2 separate regions of the Rattus norvegicus genome follow, and region 1 is linked to region 2. A link is a contact called in public Hi-C data. All regions are on one chromosome and are shown on one strand. The core of a region is the stretch at or near the end of the contact, and the rest is flanking DNA. Distances in the headings are between cores, read along the strand shown.

Evidence for each region. A called contact is a pair of places that touch in the nucleus more often than the background predicts.
Region 1: a Hi-C map of the A7r5 cell line shows a contact between it and region 2, with 6 times the contacts expected there. The contact joins two enhancer-like sites. A contact is called at or near these places in 5 of 12 Hi-C or Micro-C datasets (the A7r5 cell line, the Rat2 cell line, Schwann cells and 2 more) and 1 of 1 datasets of contacts at active chromatin or transcription factors (oligodendrocytes).

Annotation. Positions count from the first base shown.
Region 1 is chr12:10,705,505-10,708,792 of GRCr8, forward strand. No RefSeq gene overlaps it. Among named protein-coding and RNA genes, the nearest start is that of Rpl28-ps11, 20 kb to the left of the region's middle. Within about 2 kb of position 1,292, at least 23 of the 93 cell types and tissues checked have an H3K27ac peak or open chromatin away from gene starts, as enhancers often do. A contact at or near this core is called in the A7r5 cell line, where this site is marked.
Region 2 is chr12:10,535,827-10,539,246 of GRCr8, forward strand. No RefSeq gene overlaps it. Among named protein-coding and RNA genes, the nearest start is that of Wdr95, 35 kb to the left of the region's middle. Within about 2 kb of position 2,170, at least 21 of the 93 cell types and tissues checked have an H3K27ac peak or open chromatin away from gene starts, as enhancers often do. A contact at or near this core is called in the A7r5 cell line, where this site is marked.

The sequences.
Region 1 (3,288 bases), core at 42-2,541, 170 kb after region 2:
AGGGGGTGTGGACGATAGAGCCCAATCCACTGTTTACTCTGGTGCTAATCACAAGTGTTTTACATCTGCTTCCCGAAGCTCCAGCCACTCAGCCGTGTGAGAGCCGTCTTCAAAGTCAATTGCCTGTCATTTTACTGATTTACGCTGAGCGACGATGGCAAGGACCCCTCGAGCTGTTTGGGGCTGGCTTGATGATTCTCGGCTTATGAAGTGGCGCTGGGCAGTGTGTTTTGGTTCAAACTCCACCGAGATGGAATTTAAATCCCCTCCGCCGAGTTCCCCATGCGAACGCTTTGATGAGCAGGACCACCAAGCCCTCAGTGAAAGAGGGAGCGCAACCTGGGTTTCTTCAAACGGTGGCGGTGGTGGAGGCTGAGCCCACATCTTCTTTCAGCCCTGGGATGTGAAAATGACATCCACAGTGTGTAAAACAGCCATCACGGATGACTTTTCCCAAGGAGTGCCCACGAATGGCAAAAGACAAAACCCATCCGATAAGGTCGAACCCGTTATAATGGCTCTGAGTTCACTACAGTGTTTCGTTTAAATCCAGATTTACTTCCGTGCCAGTTCCCTCCCCACACCCTCCCGGCCTATCTTGAAGTACTAGAAGCCTCCAGATCTCTAGGAGCTGGCTCTCCCTCTTGGCTGATACTGGAAGGTTTGACAGGTCCCGAGAGTCACCACAGGCTAGAAGACTCTCTTTCTTCTAGGCTTCTATAGCCCACTGAAGACAGGCAAGATGGAAGTGGTCGCTTGTTTGTCCGTTCATTTGTTTGTGTGTTTTTAAGTCTCCCCACACACAGGAACCAGAAGCCACACAAATGATTTAAGGACCACCAACGCTATGCTGCCTGCCCCTGCATTTCTCAGATAACAAATTCATACAATGTTTCAACTGAAGGAAGACTTTGAGGTCTCACTCAGCCCACAAAGCAAGGAAACAGAAGCACAGTGACTTCCTGAGCTCAACAGAGCCCCCGGGATCCTTAAGAATCCAGACACAAGCCAGACTGAGCCATGCAAATGGAGGCAGTCTCCTAGCTCATCTTACCCACATCTCTAGCTCTCGGGGAAAACAGCTCACTGCCACCAATTTGTTACTTTTAATTCCTCTCTTCACGCTCCAGGTCCCCCGCTCCTTTTTCCTGTCTCCTGCCCTATTTAGGCATTTCCAAACTGGCCTCCTCTGTCTTTGTGCTCCTGATTTTTTAACTCCTCGCCTTGGAGCTGCTGCAGTTCCCGGCGCCCTTGATGTGTGCTGTCGTACCTCATTTTGCCACTAGGTGGCAGTGTTTCAGAGCAATCCTGAGCCCTGCAACGTGGCTCTGGGCTGGGCCCGGGTTCTTTGCAGCACAAACAACCGTAGGCGAGCAGGCAGAGCACACATTCGCTGTGGTGCTTGGGAGAGGATGAGCATTCAGTATTATGGTAACGAGGAACAGAGGTCCGTTACCTGTCCGCGTGCTTTCAGAGCCTGCTTTATCCTCGAGACCGACATCTGCCGTCACCTTCACAAAGGAATCTCAAATGGGAAAAGCTGTTTGGGAGGTGCCCTTGAAAACAATGACTGTCACCTTGTGCCCTCTTCGGTTTTTGATTTTTTCAACCCACCATTGGGCACTGATTTCATCCATTAAAAAAAAAAAAATCAAGCAAAGAAGAAAGGCAATCCCTGGGGCATTATGTGTGTGCTGGACAGGACAGTAATGGTGTAATCCTTCTAATGGCTCTGGTCACTGCAGGATGCTAGCTATTAGAAGGGTCTGTTTTAAGGGAGGAGGGGGGGGGGGAAGGTAGGGCTATCTGCTGATTACAGTGCTACCAAGAACAGAAAGTACATCTAAAGGGACACAGTCCACAGAGCTGGACAAAAGGAAGGCGTTCGTGGGTTTAAGGTATATTTAGGGCTTGCACTGTGGCTTCTGAATTATTTCTATAGTTTAAACTCTAAATGCAATGTCTGGGGTGGGAGACGATACCAAGAACTCGGTTCCACTCCCTTGTTAGGAAGTCCCACAGGGGGGAACTCTCAGGAATGTGCCCTGAAATCCTTTACCGATGTGTTCACATCCTGGTCAGCTCCCGGGGAAGACACAAGCCAGATGTTTTCCTTTCAAACAGGTTAGAGCTGGGGTCAAAGCTGTGAGGGACGATGCGTTTAATTGCCCGGCTTCCTCTCCAGTCTCCCCAGCCCAGCCTCCACTGAAGAGACAGTCCTCAAATCCCACTGGTGAGCCAATCTCTCCGGCTTTCCCTCCATCAGTCCCTCTGTACTTCGCAACCCCTTACAGGCCTGACACTAAAAGGAAGAAACTCAAATCTTTCCCCAACTATGACCCATTAAAAAATGGACAGAGTTCTCTCCACTTAAGAAAGCTGGGGGCTGGCCTCCCCCCCCCCCAAGCTCAGAAAAGAGCTAAGATGAGGCTTCCCCTCCAGCCAGGCTCTGGCTCAACAGGTGGTAACTGTTGCTCCGTGTGTAGATTTTATACCCCAGACTGATGAGAAGAAAGATGTCCGTTGCTTAGCTACCAGTGCATCCTGTCATCAAGCAAAATACCAAACATCTGTCCCCTGAATTGAGAGTACATAAAGCCCTGAGGAGAGAGAGTTCTGAACACAAAGCAGGGAGCACTGGATGCTCTGTGGTGGCATCGGCCCGATGACACCGGTGACACGGGAGATGCTGATGATGTGCAGAGAGAGGCCCGTGAAGTTAGAAGCCATTGCAGGATGTCTGAATGTGAGACCTTGAAGCAAGAGTAGCTTTAGGCTTGGGGAAGGCAGGGGTTTGTCTGAAGGATGATGGCCTTGTGACCAGGCACAGGGGACAGGAATGTATTTAAGGCTGTTTACAAAGAAAGCCGGCATGCTTGCCCACGAAGGGCATGGGGAGCTCGGTTAGAGAAAGGGGTGAGACAAGTGGCAAAGGTCTGATCTAAAGAAGCAGTAACGACCCACGGAAGTGAGACAGGTCGTTTGTGCTTGGTGCATTTACCTAGGGTAAGACAGGAAGAGCCCGGTCCTGCCTCAAAGAGAAACAACCACAAGCCAGACTCCTCAGAGGTGGATGAGTCATGCAGAATCTGCCGATTTTAGAAACGAGGTCAGCAGACCAGGAGGCAGCTGCCGTTGACAAGACAGGTCATTCGGTTCCGAGAATAAGGACCTTGCTCTAGGTACCACAGGGGACCACGAGGTAGCACCTGGTCAGGAGGGAGGAGGAAGGTGGGTGCAAGGCTTTACTGGGCATTGTGGGATGGAGTGGTCAGGGAAGAGTGAGCA
Region 2 (3,420 bases), core at 920-3,419:
GAACAGAGAGCCGGGGAAGGAGGGTCTCTGACTGTCTCACCAGGAGGATACACTGTCTGTGACCAGATTGCCCCCAGGTTCCCCAACAGGGCCTCACAGCCCAGAGCATTGAGGGATAATGTTCTCAAAGCATCCTTCCTCAAGTACCGCTGAAAGCTAATCCACATGTAGCACGGCCTTAGGGTGTGGTTGGGTTGACCCAGACATTCCCACAAAGGTCTGGATGGTAAAAGTCCTGACCGCTAGAAAGGAGTTGGTACAGAGTCACAGGGAGGAAAGAACAAGGAAGACACTGAACTCTGGCATGGTTCCATTTGTAAAACGTCCTAGTCATAAGAGACTCCCGTAGAAACTGTAAAAGTTATGGACTGATCGGTAGGGGCGGTGGCTCAGTGGTTAGGGGGCACTGGTGGCTCTTCCAGAGGACCTGGTTCAGCTCCCATCATCCACACGGTATTCAGTTTAGGGCTGGTGAGATGGTTCATTATCTGAAGGCACTTGCCCCAAGACTGACAAGCCTGAGATTGATCCCCGTGTCCCATATGGTGGAAGGAGAGAACTGACTCCAGCAAACTGTCCTCTGAGTGCCTCGAGCTTGCATGCACACCACACACACACACACACACACACACACACACACACACACTAAAAATGTAATAATAATAATAGTAATAGTGATAATGATGATGATGACAATAATAATAATAATAATAATAATAATAATAATGATAAAAGAAGCAGGGCTGGAGAGATGGCTCAGCAGTTAAGAGTGAATACTGTTTCAGAGGGTCCAAGTCGTTCCCAGCCACCCACAACTAACTCCAGGGCATCCAGCGTCCTCTACTGGCCTCTGTGGCTACCTGCACCCATGTGTCCATACCCACACATGGAGACCCACATAATGAAAAATAACAAATTAAGTCTCCCTCCCTCCCTCCCTCCCTCCCTCCCTCCCTCCCTCCCTCTCTCTCTCTCTCTCTCTCTCTCTCCCTCTCCCTCTCCCTCTCCTCCCTCCCCCTCCCCCTCTCCTCTCTCTCCCTCCCCCTCCTCCTCTCCTCTCCCTCCCCCTCCCTCTCCTCCCTCTCCTCCCCCTCTCTCTCCCTCTCCTCCCTCTTCCTCTCCCTCCCCCTCCCTCTCCTCCCTCTCCCTCTCCTCCCTCTCCCTCTCCTCCCTCTCCCTGTCCCTCTCCCTCTCCCTCCTACCCAAGGAAGCAGAGCCCGTAATGAACTTACTGTGGCACAGCTAAATACTGTTGTCCCTTTTCATGCTATGAGCTTTAGGTCTGCAGACACTATAGGACAGTCACTCAGGAAGCAGCCTTCACAAGTGTGGTAAAAAAGAAGGTCCCCTGTCACACATGTGGCTCCCCTCATGCTAAGTATGACTGGGTCCCTGGTGCCATGGCTATAGGACAATAAAGAACGAGGCAAACTGTGAAGCCTCTGAAATCTACCAGAGCAGGGTCAGGAGACAGTTTAGATGGCATAGCAGTCTCGGTTACTGCCTCTGTCTTACAAATAATCTTGTTTCTCTTTCACATAACCCCAAACCTCAGAGAAATGCCAACCTGAGATACTTAACACTACATTCGTTTTAAATCTTTTCCCAGATTAAAGGGGAAAAATTTTTTTTGAATGATCATCAAATGAGGTCTTAAATATGATTTGAAAATGCCAAGAGTTTTTAACATTCAAACGCAGCTCCGCAAAGTCACCTGTGATTGACATTTTATTCCATCTCAGGGCTGCTAATTAAGAGGCACAGATACGAGCAGCAGAGATGAAATCAGCAGGCGCTGCAAGCCATTCTTAAAATAAACCGCAACCTCAGTTTGCTTAAATCCTAAATCAGCACACACAGGGCGCCTATCGTGTCATTCGCATGGACTCCACTAGGGGGCAGTGGATGATTGCGTCTCCAACTGGAGGGCGCTCGTGATGGCTGCTGTCTATGCACTTCAAGTGCGGCAGGCGCTTCACACAATGATCAGAGCTGCAGTGGTGACAGGTAGGGAGCAGCCAGTCATCGCTCCCAGCGTGTCTGTCAGAAGGATAAGGTGAAATGGGTCATTTGCATTTTCAGCAATGAGCTTCCTTTCTAATGAGCAGCCCGCGCTGCCCGGACCTGTTCTGGCTTCCCTCTCTGGCTTGTGCTGGAAGGCAGTAACCAGGCCTGCCCATACCCAGGAAAGCATCCAAGAAGAGACAGAGGCAGGGAACTCCACTCACGGGCGCTGGCTGCCACAGGACATCGAGGACATAGAGAGGCTTCCCCCTGCTACACAGTCGTGCCAGCTTCCATTTGGGGAATTCCAGCCTGGAGGCTGTGTCGTGCTAATCCAAGGCACCGTTCCCGTACCCGTCTTTATGAATGGTGTTCCCTACAGCAGGCAGCACATTGCCTGTCCCCAATTCCATCATGTGGGGCTTGGATTGCAGGTCTCTGTAGGATTAAATATGTCATGTGCATGCGTACGTGTGTGTGTGTGTGTGTGTGTGTGTGTGTCCTGTCTGCTCCCTCTCCTCCTAAGAAAAGCCTCTGTGTGAAAACATTTCAAGTACCACAGAGAGACAGTGCCTGAGAGAGATTGGGAAGTGGCAGAGGGCGGGTGCAGTTCTATGCTTGCCCTATTCCCTCCTGACCTCCCTAAATCAGCTCACCAGGAAGAGTCTAGAAAATCCAGTTATCCAGTCACAATTTGCCTTTGGGTCACTAAGTCTCCTCTGCTGGGGAAAATCAGCATTTAAGGCTTATTTCTAATTGTGAAGCAAAATGCATGCGGCTGAAGGATTTCTCCATCTTGGCTGAGTGAAAACCTATCTTGGGGGAGGCAGCCTCCCTCCCTCTTTCCTCAGCAGGGCTCCAGGGATTTTAGATAGGGTCTTCTATCCCTAGCTGGGGTCTTCAAGCATCTGTTTAATGGGAAACAGTTTTGTTTGTTTACTTGGTGATCGTGAAAGAAAGCCTGGAGCCAAGCACAAAGCCTAGTCACTCATCTCTGGAAGACAGAACCTGGGGGAAACTGCATAGTTGCACTGTACCTCAGTTTCTTCATTCTTATAAGCACTCATGGTGACTGCCTTCTGGAGTGTAGTGATGTGAATAGAAACTCACTAAAAGCATCAGGCTTCTTAGTGAGCACAGTGGGTGTATTAGGGAGTCCGATTTGTATGTTAGTGAGCACCTCACACACTAGAGAGCACCTCACTCATGTAAAGGAGCAGCATGTATAAGTTAGGGAGGACTATGTACATGATAGCAGCACACACAGATGGGAGGGAGTACCACTCACATGTTAGGGAGCACCACTCACATATTAGGGAGCACCTTTCACATTAGTGAGCACCTCTCAAGTGTTAGGGAGCACCACAAAGGTTAGGGAGCACCACTCACATATTAGGGAGCATCTTTCACATTAGT